2 separate regions of the Hordeum vulgare genome follow, and region 1 is linked to region 2. A link is a contact called in public HiChIP or PLAC-seq data. All regions are on one chromosome and are shown on one strand. Each heading gives the region's core, a stretch centred on a gene start, on an enhancer-like site or on the middle of the called end of the contact. The rest is flanking DNA. Distances are from core to core; before and after follow the strand shown.

Region 1 (5,241 bases), core at 2,080-4,579, 330 kb after region 2:
TGCCAGGTCAGTAGCGCCTTGACGTAATTCAATAGCGAAGTGAGGATGTGATCGCCATACTAGAGAAGCAAGCGATGATGGTTCTGAATAACCATCACAGATCTGTCCAAAATAAACTGAGGAGGCCTTACTTCGCTAGCTTCCCAACAAAGCTGAAGCTGCCAACACATCGTCGGATAGAGAAGAAACTAGAAGACCAATACACGGACCATCACCTCCACTTCACCTAACAACGACGTCGAACACCACCTACACAAATCATAGGAAAGAAATGAAGCACAAGACCTTACCGTGACCGAAGCTTCACACTCCCTCCACCGGCGCCAATCAATATCGCGTGAACGACCATAGAACCGAGAGAAATTCTTCCACGCAATTGACGAGCATCGCCTCGCCACCGTCGACAAGATGTTTCAACCATTGTTGTAGGATTTCATGTACACAATGCCAGATCATCCTAGACCATCTCATTCATAGCCACCGCTCAATTCTAGGATGCCAGGTCAGTAGCGCCTTGACGTAATTCAATAGCGAAGTGAGGATGTGATCGCCATACTAGAGAAGCAAGCGATGATGGTTCTGAATAAACATCACAGATCTATCCAAACTAAACTGAGGAGGCCTTGCCTCGCTAGCTTCCCAACAAAGCTGAAGCTGCCAACACATCGTCGGATAGAGAAGAAACTAGAAGACCAATACACAGACCATCACCTCCACTTCACCTAACAACGACGTCGAACACCACCTACACAAATCGTAGGAAAGAAATGAAGCACAAGACCTTACCGTGACCGAAGCTTCACACTCCCTCCACCGGCGCCAATCAATATCGCGTGAACGACCATAGAACCGAGAGAAATTCTTCCACGCTATTGACGAGCATCGCCTCGCCACCGTCGACAAGATGTTTCAACCATTGTTGTAGGATTTCATGTACACAATGCAAGATCATCCTAGACCATCTCATTCATAGCCACCACTCAATTCTAGGATGCCAGGTCAGTAGCGCCTTGACGTAATTCAATAGCGAAGTCAGGATGTGATCGCCATACTAGAGAAGCAAGCGATGATGGTTCTGAATAACCATCACAGATCTATCCAAACTAAATTGAGGAGGCCTTGCCTCGCTAGCTTCCCAACAAAGCTGAAGCTGCCAACACATCGTCGGATAGAGAAGAAACTAGAAGACCAATACACAGACCATCACCTCCACTTCACTTAACAATGACGTCGAACACCACCTACACAAATCGTAGGAAAGAAATGAAGCACAAGACCTTACCGTGACCGAAGCTTCACACTCCCTCCACCGGCGCCAATCAATATCGCGTGAACGACCATAGAACCGAGAGAAATTCTTCCACGCAATTGACGAGCATCGCCTCGCCACCGTCGACAAGATGTTTCAACCATTGTTGTAGGATTTCATGTACACAATGCAAGATCATCCTAGACCATCTCATTCATAGCCACCACTCAATTCTAGGATGCCAGGTCAGTAGCGCCTTGACGTAATTCAATAGCGAAGTGAGGATGTGATCGCCATACTAGAGAAGCAAGCGATGATGGTTCTGAATAACCATCACAGATCTATCCAAACTAAACTGAGGAGGCCTTGCCTCGCTAGCTTCCCAACAAAGCTGAAGCTGCCAACACATCGTCGGATAGAGAAGAAACTAGAAGACCAATACACAGACCATCACCTCCACTTCACCTAACAACGACGTCGAACACCACCTACACAAATCGTAGGAAAGAAATGAAGCACAAGACCTTACCGTGACCGAAGCTTCACACTCCCTCCACCGGCGCCAATCAATATCGCGTGAACGACCATAGAACCGAGAGAAATTCTTCCACGCAATTGACGAGCATCGCCTCGCCACCGTCGACAAGATGTTTCAACCATTGTTGTAGGATTTCATGTACACAATGCAAGATCATCCTAGACCATCTCATTCATAGCCACCACTCAATTCTAGGATGCCAGGTCAGTAGCGCCTTGACGTAATTCAATAGCGAAGTCAGGATGTGATCGCCATACTAGAGAAGCAAGCGATGATGGTTCTGAATAACCATCACAGATCTATCCAAACTAAATTGAGGAGGCCTTGCCTCGCTAGCTTCCCAACAAAGCTGAAGCTGCCAACACATCGTCGGATAGAGAAGAAACTAGAAGACCAATACACAGACCATCACCTCCACTTCACTTAACAATGACGTCGAACACCACCTACACAAATCGTAGGAAAGAAATGAAGCACAAGACCTTACCGTGACCGAAGCTTCACACTCCCTCCACCGGCGCCAATCAATATCGCGTGAACGACCATAGAACCGAGAGAAATTCTTCCACGCAATTGACGAGCATCGCCTCGCCACCGTCGACAAGATGTTTCAACCATTGTTGTAGGATTTCATGTACACAATGCAAGATCATCCTAGACCATCTCATTCATAGCCACCACTCAATTCTAGGATGCCAGGTCAGTAGCGCCTTGACGTAATTCAATAGCGAAGTCAGGATGTGATCGCCATACTAGAGAAGCAAGCGATGATGGTTCTGAATAACCATCACAGATCTATCCAAACTAAACTGAGGAGGCCTTGCCTCGCTAGCTTCCCAACAAAGCTGAAGCTGCCAACACATCGTCGGATAGAGAAGAAACTAGAAGACCAATACACATACCATCACCTCCACTTCACCTAACAACGACGTCGAACACCACCTACACAAATCGTAGGAAAGAAATGAAGCACAAGACCTTACCGTGACCGAAGCTTCACACTCCCTCCACCGGCGCCAATCAATATCGCGTGAACGACCATAGAACCGAGAGAAATTCTTCCACGCAATTGACGAGCATCGCCTCGCCACCGTCGACCAGATGTTTCAACCATTGTTGTAGGATTTGATGTACACAATGCAAGATTATCCTAGACCATCTCATTCATAGCCACCCCTCAAATCTAGGATGCCGGGTCAGTAGCGCCTGCACGTAATTCAATTGAACGAGAATGTAACCAGAAGGTCCAACTTCATTACAACAAATACACACCATTAGAGGGGGTCAACGAGAATGTCACGATCTCGGGTGACAAAGGAACATGAATGCTCCCAAATCCAAAATAAAAGGAGCGTGAATGCACGAATTAGAGGGGGTCAACAGAGGAATATTTCTTCCTCAACAGCATAAATAAGGCACGGAAGAAAAAAAAGTTGAAAAAAAAAAGAATCCATCTATGCACTCATGCACATGGACGCACGAACGCATCCGCTCTGCCGCACACTGCCCAAAGAGGGCCATCACCCATCAGGTCCGGCCCTTTCACCCCTAGCTTGAGGCATGCTCCCTTTCCGTGAAATGACTTTTGACCAATCGGGGTCGGGGATCTGTCGCTAAAACCCACGCTGAGAATCAGGGGCGGTGAGACCCACCGTCGCCGTGAGTGAGTGCTGATTCCGGGGTTGAACGGGGCAGCCTCGCTCGCTCCGCGCTCCACTGGTAACTGAAGCTTATAAACCTCGGGCTCGCCGACATCTCTGCGGAGAGTAGAGGGGTTGGGTGAGAGAAGCAGATGCTTTTGTCGGGCATGGTGGGGAGCAGGCGTCGGGAGCTGCAGGAGAGGGACCGGAGGCGGCGGGAGGAGGAGGAGAGCGCGTGGCGGGAGGAGCGGGAGCGGGAGAGAAGGGAGGCGGCGGCGGAGAAGGAGAAGGGGAAGGGGAAGGAGAGGGAGGGGGAGAATGGCGGAGAAGGCGGCAAGTTCGGTCAGCAATTCGCCAGGGTGTTCCTGCCGCAGCTGTACGGGGATAGATTGGTGAGCGCTTCTTGAAATCCTTGATTAATTCAGTGCTCGGCGTAGTACTGCTTGATTCTTCGATCGACCGGAATCGGCTATCCGTCGGATGTTGTTAGCGAGCCCATTTGGTTAAATTCCAGAAAGAGAAAATACATAGAGTTGTATCTGACCTAGGTTTTTCTTTTTATAGTTTTATTGTGCATCTGATGCTAAAGGTGGACTGGATGTTTACCTATCGTGTTTTGTGAATCTTGTCTTGTGCAATGTTGTTTGGAAGATTCCAAGCTGGTTCTGCTTTTGGATGTGGGAATAGATGAAGTGTTCCCTTGGATTGATCCACTCTGTCTGGTGTCAGGGGAATTTCCTCGGTGGATGTACATTCTTGAGCACGGATGCCATTCGGCTTCCAGCATTAGGAGTATCTTTTTTTGTCAATCTTTCTTAGTTCAGTTGTCCTTGATGAGAATGGAACAGTTTACTCTGTGTTTCATTTAGCTGGTTAGAGTTATTGCTCTGCTTTGCCATGCTTCTACAGATAATGCATAGTTGACATTTTGTGTGAATAAGTGGTATTTTGGCTATTGATATAATTGCTGCCTTCATGCGTTTACAGCATCAACATATATGTGATTCCACACATTTGTAAGTAAACCTGAGAATGGTTTTATACTTGAACCATAACCGTACATTTATCTCTTAAAACCATACTTGAGCCATACCCATTTAATGTCATTTTCAGCCCAACCAAAACTGAACCCACTATTTTTTCCACCCAAACCAATTTAAACCCAATACATAACCGTGGGTTTAAACCCAGTACATAACTATGGCTTTGCTTCAATGTACATATGATTGCACAAATTGACATGTTAAGAAGCAAATGAGATAGAAAAGGCATAAGTGCATCTACGACAGTTTGGGAACAAAGTTATCCTTGAGATACAGTTAGCATATAGCAAGAGGCAAAAAGAAAATGGCCACGGCTGAAAAGCTCACTCACAAGTGTATTAAAACCAAATTGCTTAGCCAAAGCACAAGCAAATACTTCCGATTTTCATGTGGTGTTTCCCCATGATACATAATTACATACTGCATTACATCATGCACGCGTATCAAAGATACACGTTCTCGGTCGTCGTTGGTTATTGCACATAACCAATGCCTAGAAACCTGTTTGGATCCATAGTTTATAACCGCTAATAACCAAACTGTTTAAACCCATAACCAACTATACCCAAACTGGTTTCTCCACATACCCAAACCAAAACCAAACTAAAAAAAGCTCAGCCCAATAAAACCTGAACCAATCAAACCCAAAGTAAGAACCGAACCGTTACGCCCGGTTTTTTAATAAGCATTCTCAGGTTTATTTGTAAGAGAGGAAGTAAAATAGAAACAAAGAGACAACTAGTTTTTAGATTAACTCATAGTCCCTTGGTT
Region 2 (5,169 bases), core at 406-2,905:
TATGCATGTCATAATATTTATGAAAGCCACTGGGTACAATACGCATGCTCATATTTTATTCATGACGCAACACTTGAATAGTCATTAGGTACATACACATCTTATGCATGCTAACAGCATCCCCTATTAGATACTTACAATCACATTTCATGTTTCTAAAATAATAATGATCTCATACAGCAGAAAAATAGCGTGCAATATATAGCTACTTATCTAGCTGAATCACCTCATAAAGCTATTAGGATAGTAACAGCAAAAATCTAACGGTATCCTGAGTAAATGGGATCAAAATTCCACCAATTTAGGGAGGAAAATCATGATGCTAAACTGAAACTGCCCGAATCTAGCTTTCAAATTAGAAAAGGAAGAACAACTCACCAGACTTTTTACGCTTTGGTTTCTTCTTGGACCCATGTTTCTTATCACCAGTACCTGAAGCTTTCTTTTGATCCGTATTAACAACATCACCACCATCACCAATCCTTCCACCTGCTTTCATGTGTCTCTCCAAGGCAACATTCTCTTCCTTCTCTATGCTCTCATGAATACCATCACCAAGTTTCCTGCCAACAGATGAATGCATCTGAGAATCATCGGGATCATCGATGCCATCATCATACTCATCATCTGGATCAACCTCCCTCATCCCCGTGCTCACGGCACCCATAGAAGCTGCCTCATACTGCTCCAGCTCTTTCCTGCCACCCTCATTGTATAAGGTGCCTCCTTTTCCCCCTTCAGCCAACTCTGGAACCTCCTTGTCAGCACCACCCCTGGTGTCCAAGGTCAACCCTTTCTCCTCGATTCCGGGATCAGAGCTCACGCTTTTCTCACTGCTGCCACCAGCATCACCAGTGTTTCCACCAGCACCCGAGATCTTCTCCTTCTCGTCCTCCGAATAGTCCTCGTCACGCCGTCGATCATCCTGGTCCCAGTACCTGGAATCCCGCGCACTCCTGCCACCACCGCCATGGCCGAACTTGAGCTCCTTCCAGTTCTTGCTCCGGTTCCACTCCGGCAAACCCTCCCCGCCGCCCGAATCTTCGCCGATCTCTGCAAAACAATACGGACATGTAATGGCATTAACTAACAGATAACCAGATCAACCGAACAGAATTTGGATCGACAGTGGTCCATTCACATCCAACCATGCCATGGACGATCCCAAGAGCGTCAAAGATGGCATTTCCACTCTCCTCTCTCTCCTGTCGAAGCAACAAGAACACCGAGCGGGGCGGACCGCCTAAACCCATCCCCAGAGAATCCGAGTGAAACCACCAACCTGCGGGGTCGCGAGAGAGGCGGCGCGAGAGGATGAAGACGCCAGCGAGGAGCAGGACTGCAGCGGAGGCTGCGGCAACGGCCGGCGAGCGGCGGCGCGCGGGCTTGCCGGGACGGCGGATCCGGGAGGGCTTGGAGGGGTGGGCCCGGTGGTAGTCCGGGAGCGGGTGGTGGGTCGCGCCACCGCGGGAGTCGAAGAAACCGCCGCCGGATTGCCTGTACTGCGCCATCAGTCAGAGGCGGTGCTACTGCTGGTGCTCGGCCACCACCACCATGTACGGGACGGAGGACGGTGGGTGGGGAAGCGGACCGGAGTGAAACGGAGGGGCTTTTTTGTAATTTGATCGGGATGGTTGGAGGGAGTGGTTAGTTGCACGTGACGGTGATGGGGTTGGGAGAAGCCGGAGAAAAAGACCTATCTCTCCTCTCTCTCTCTCTCTTAGGCTGCGAGGTTGGTGAGAGGGGAGAGATCGGAGATGAGAGCCGACATGTTAGGCATAGAGCGGGATATTTTTATCAAACAACGTGTTCTTCCTCCCTTATTTCCCAAAAGGTCAAATGTCATGTAAGCAAAATGAACAAATTTGATTAATCTTTTTGTATGGTGTCCGGCGACGAAACACTAGAGTGGATGCCACACTACACTATGTAGCGTCTGACTGACAGCGGAGGCACCTTGGCGAGCGTGGCATCCCGAAGACAGCCCTAGCCCCACCCCCGTTGTGCAGCCCTAGCACACAGGCACCACACTTGCAATGTGCAGCGCCTGAGGCAGCCACCCCTTCACCCTTGCCCATTGGCTCTCCCAAGCCCTTCCATGTTTCTTCGATACACGCTTGGCGAAGCCCTACCGGAATTCCGCTTTTACCACCACAACCAACATCGTCGTGTTGGCTCAGATATCATCTACATATTCTCCCTCTCTTGCTGGATCAAGAAGGAGGATACGTCACTGAACCAACCCTCTGCAAAACTCATAGGTGCCGCATGTGCGGTGCTTGGATCAGATGGGGTCGCGAAGCGAGTGCGACTACGCCAACCACCGTCTCTAGATCGTTAACACTTTCGGTTTACAAGGGTATGTAGACACATCTCCCTCTTGTTGCTAGCATCTCCATAGAATAGATCTTGGGCGTTGATACTCATGATCTGCGTTGGGCTTTTAGTGAAGAGGAACGGGTTATCGCAGCATAAAACGGGTAAGTATTTCCCTCAGTTATGAAATCAAGGTTTATCCAACCAATAGAAATATCAACCACAACCGACTTCAATGGTTGCACACAAAAGAACAAACAACTTGCACCCAACACGGACAAGAGGGTTGTGAATCCTCTTGTCTTGTCATTTGCAAGCAAGTGAGGTGTGTAGATAATTATAGATAGCAAGATAAAATAAAAACAAGTAAATAATAGCAAGGTAATGAAGGTACTATCAATATGTTGTGAATAGATACGGGGCCATAGCTTTACCTAATGGCATCTCTCATGGAAAAATAGCATACTGTGGGTAAACAAATTACTTTTGGGCAATTGATAGAAAAGCGAGATATTCACGGCAATGATCATGTGTATATAGGCATCTCGTTCATAAACAAATAGGTCGACTTCTACCTGCACCTATTACTATTACTTCACTCCAAGAGCGCTTCTATGCTTGCCTCTCTACGTATTAAGTTCACGGCGAACGAAGTAATGCATAGAGTAAGATGACATGATGTAGACAAACTAAACTCAAACAATATGAATAAACCCATTGTTTTATCCTTAGTAGCAGCAACACAAAGACGCATCTTGTCCCCTTCTGTCAATGGGATATAGAAATTCGCTAGGTTAAACCTACCACAACGGACCTCTCTCACGGAAGAAATACCGATCTAGTTGGCCAAAGTATTTCAGTAGATCGGAGAGAATTACGAAGTTGTCATAATCATGCACATAAGAATCATATAAGTATTCAGAGGTGACTCAAATATTTATCATGAATAATCTGAACATAAAACCACAATTCATCGTATCTCAACAAACGCACCACACAAAAAGAATTACATCATATGGATCAAAGCAAAGATGCGATGATCATTGTATTGAAGATCAAAGAGAGAGATTGACATCTAGGTACTGACTATGGACCCGTAGGTCTGTGGTGAACTACTGACACATCATCGTGAGGGCATCAAGGTTGATGAAGAGGCACTCCGCGATCGATCCCCCCTCCGGCAAGGTGCCGGAATGGAGCTCCAGATGGCCTCCCATCGGAACAAAGACTTGTGGCGGCGTAAAAAAGTGTTTCGGGACTCCCTCTCGTGTTTTTAGGATAGATGAGAATTTATAAGCAGAAGAACAGAGCCGGGAGGGCCACGAGGGGGACACAAGCTATCAGTGCCCCCAAGGCAGTGCCCTGTTAGCTTATGGGCCACCTATGAGGCCTCTAGCCTTTTTCCGATGCTCGTTGGTCTTCTTTTGGTCCAGAAAAAATCATCAAAAAGTTTCAAGGCAACTGGACCTCATTTGGTATGGAAAACCTGCAAAGTGAAAAACACGCAGAAAACAACAACTGGCACTGGGCACTGAGTCAATAGGTTAGTGATCAAAAATAATATAAAATGGTAAATAAATACTCCAAAAGCATACTAGAATGATAATATATCACCATGAAACAATAAAAATAATAGATATGTTGGGGACGTATCAGGCGTTTCGTAGTAAAATTTTGTTTCCCGTGCTTTGTTCCCCAACAGTGGCACCATGAGCTTGGTCTATGCATAGATGATATGCACAAGTAGAACACAAAGAAGTTGTGGGTGTTGATGTTCATATTTCTTACCTCCATTGTCTTATTTTTATTTGACGGTATTGTGGGATTGAGCGACTGCTACCTCTTGAGCTTGCGTTGGTTTTTCACTTGAAGAGGAAAGGGTGATGCAACACAGTAGCAGTAAGTATTTCCCTCAGTTTGAGAACCAAGATATCAATCCAGTAGGAGAATCAAGCCAAGTGTCCAGAGTACTTGCGCAAACACAAACGAGCTTGCACCCAACGCTATAAAGGGGTTGTCAATCCCTTCAAGATTGATTGCAAAGTGAGGTCTGAAGGCAGAAAGTGCAACAAAGTAAAAGTGTAAGGCTAAAAATATGATGTGAAGTAGACCCGGGGGCCATAGTGTTCACTAGAGGCTTCTCTCAAGATAGCAAATATTACGGTGGGTGAACGAATTACTGTCGAGCAATTGATAGAACCGCGCAAAGTCATGACGATATCTAAGGCAATGATCATATATATAGGCATCACGTCCGAGACAAGTAGACCTATAGTGTCTGCATCTACTACTATTACTCCACACATCGACCGCTATCCAGCATGCATCTAGTGTATTGAGTTCATGACGAACAGAGTAACGCCTTAAGCAAGATGACATGATGTAGAGGGATAAATTCATGCAGTAGATATAAACCCCATCTTTTTACCCTTGATGGCAACAACACGATGCGTGCCTCGCTACCACTTCTGTCACTTGGTGAGGTCACCGCACGGTATGAACCCAAAACCAAGCACTTCTCCCATTGCAAGAATCATAGATCAAGTTGTCAAACAAAACCCACAACTCGAAGAGAATTACAAGGATATGAAATCATGCATATAAGAGATCAGAAGAAACTCAAAGAAGATTCATAGATAATCTGATCATAAATCCACAATTCATCGGATCTCGACAAACACACCGCAAAAGAAGATTACATCGGATAGATCTCCATGAAGATTATGCAGAACTTTGTATTGAAGATCCAAGAGAGAGAAGAAGCCATCTAGCTACTAGCTATGGACCCATGAACTACTCACGCATCATCGGAGAGGCAATGGTGTTGATGTAGAAGCCCTCCGTATCCGAATC

The links. HiChIP or PLAC-seq counts read pairs in DNA pulled down with a chosen protein or histone mark.
Region 1: an H3K4me3 HiChIP or PLAC-seq map of embryo shows a contact between it and region 2, with 6 times the contacts expected there. The contact joins the promoter of LOC123447915 here to the promoter of LOC123447911 in region 2. A contact is called at or near these places in 1 of 6 Hi-C or Micro-C datasets (seedling) and 1 of 1 datasets of contacts at active chromatin or transcription factors (embryo).

Annotation. Positions count from the first base shown.
Region 1 is chr4H:70,461,410-70,466,650 of MorexV3_pseudomolecules_assembly, forward strand. It overlaps LOC123447915 (B3 domain-containing protein Os11g0197600-like), which reads left to right and starts at 3,330. Exons shown (of 5, transcript XM_045124636.1): 1 at 3,330-3,819. The coding sequence starts at 3,580.
Region 2 is chr4H:70,135,938-70,141,106 of MorexV3_pseudomolecules_assembly, forward strand. It overlaps LOC123447911, which reads right to left and starts at 1,656. Exons shown (of 7, transcript XM_045124632.1): 1 at 1,283-1,656; 2 at 379-1,053. The coding sequence starts at 1,511.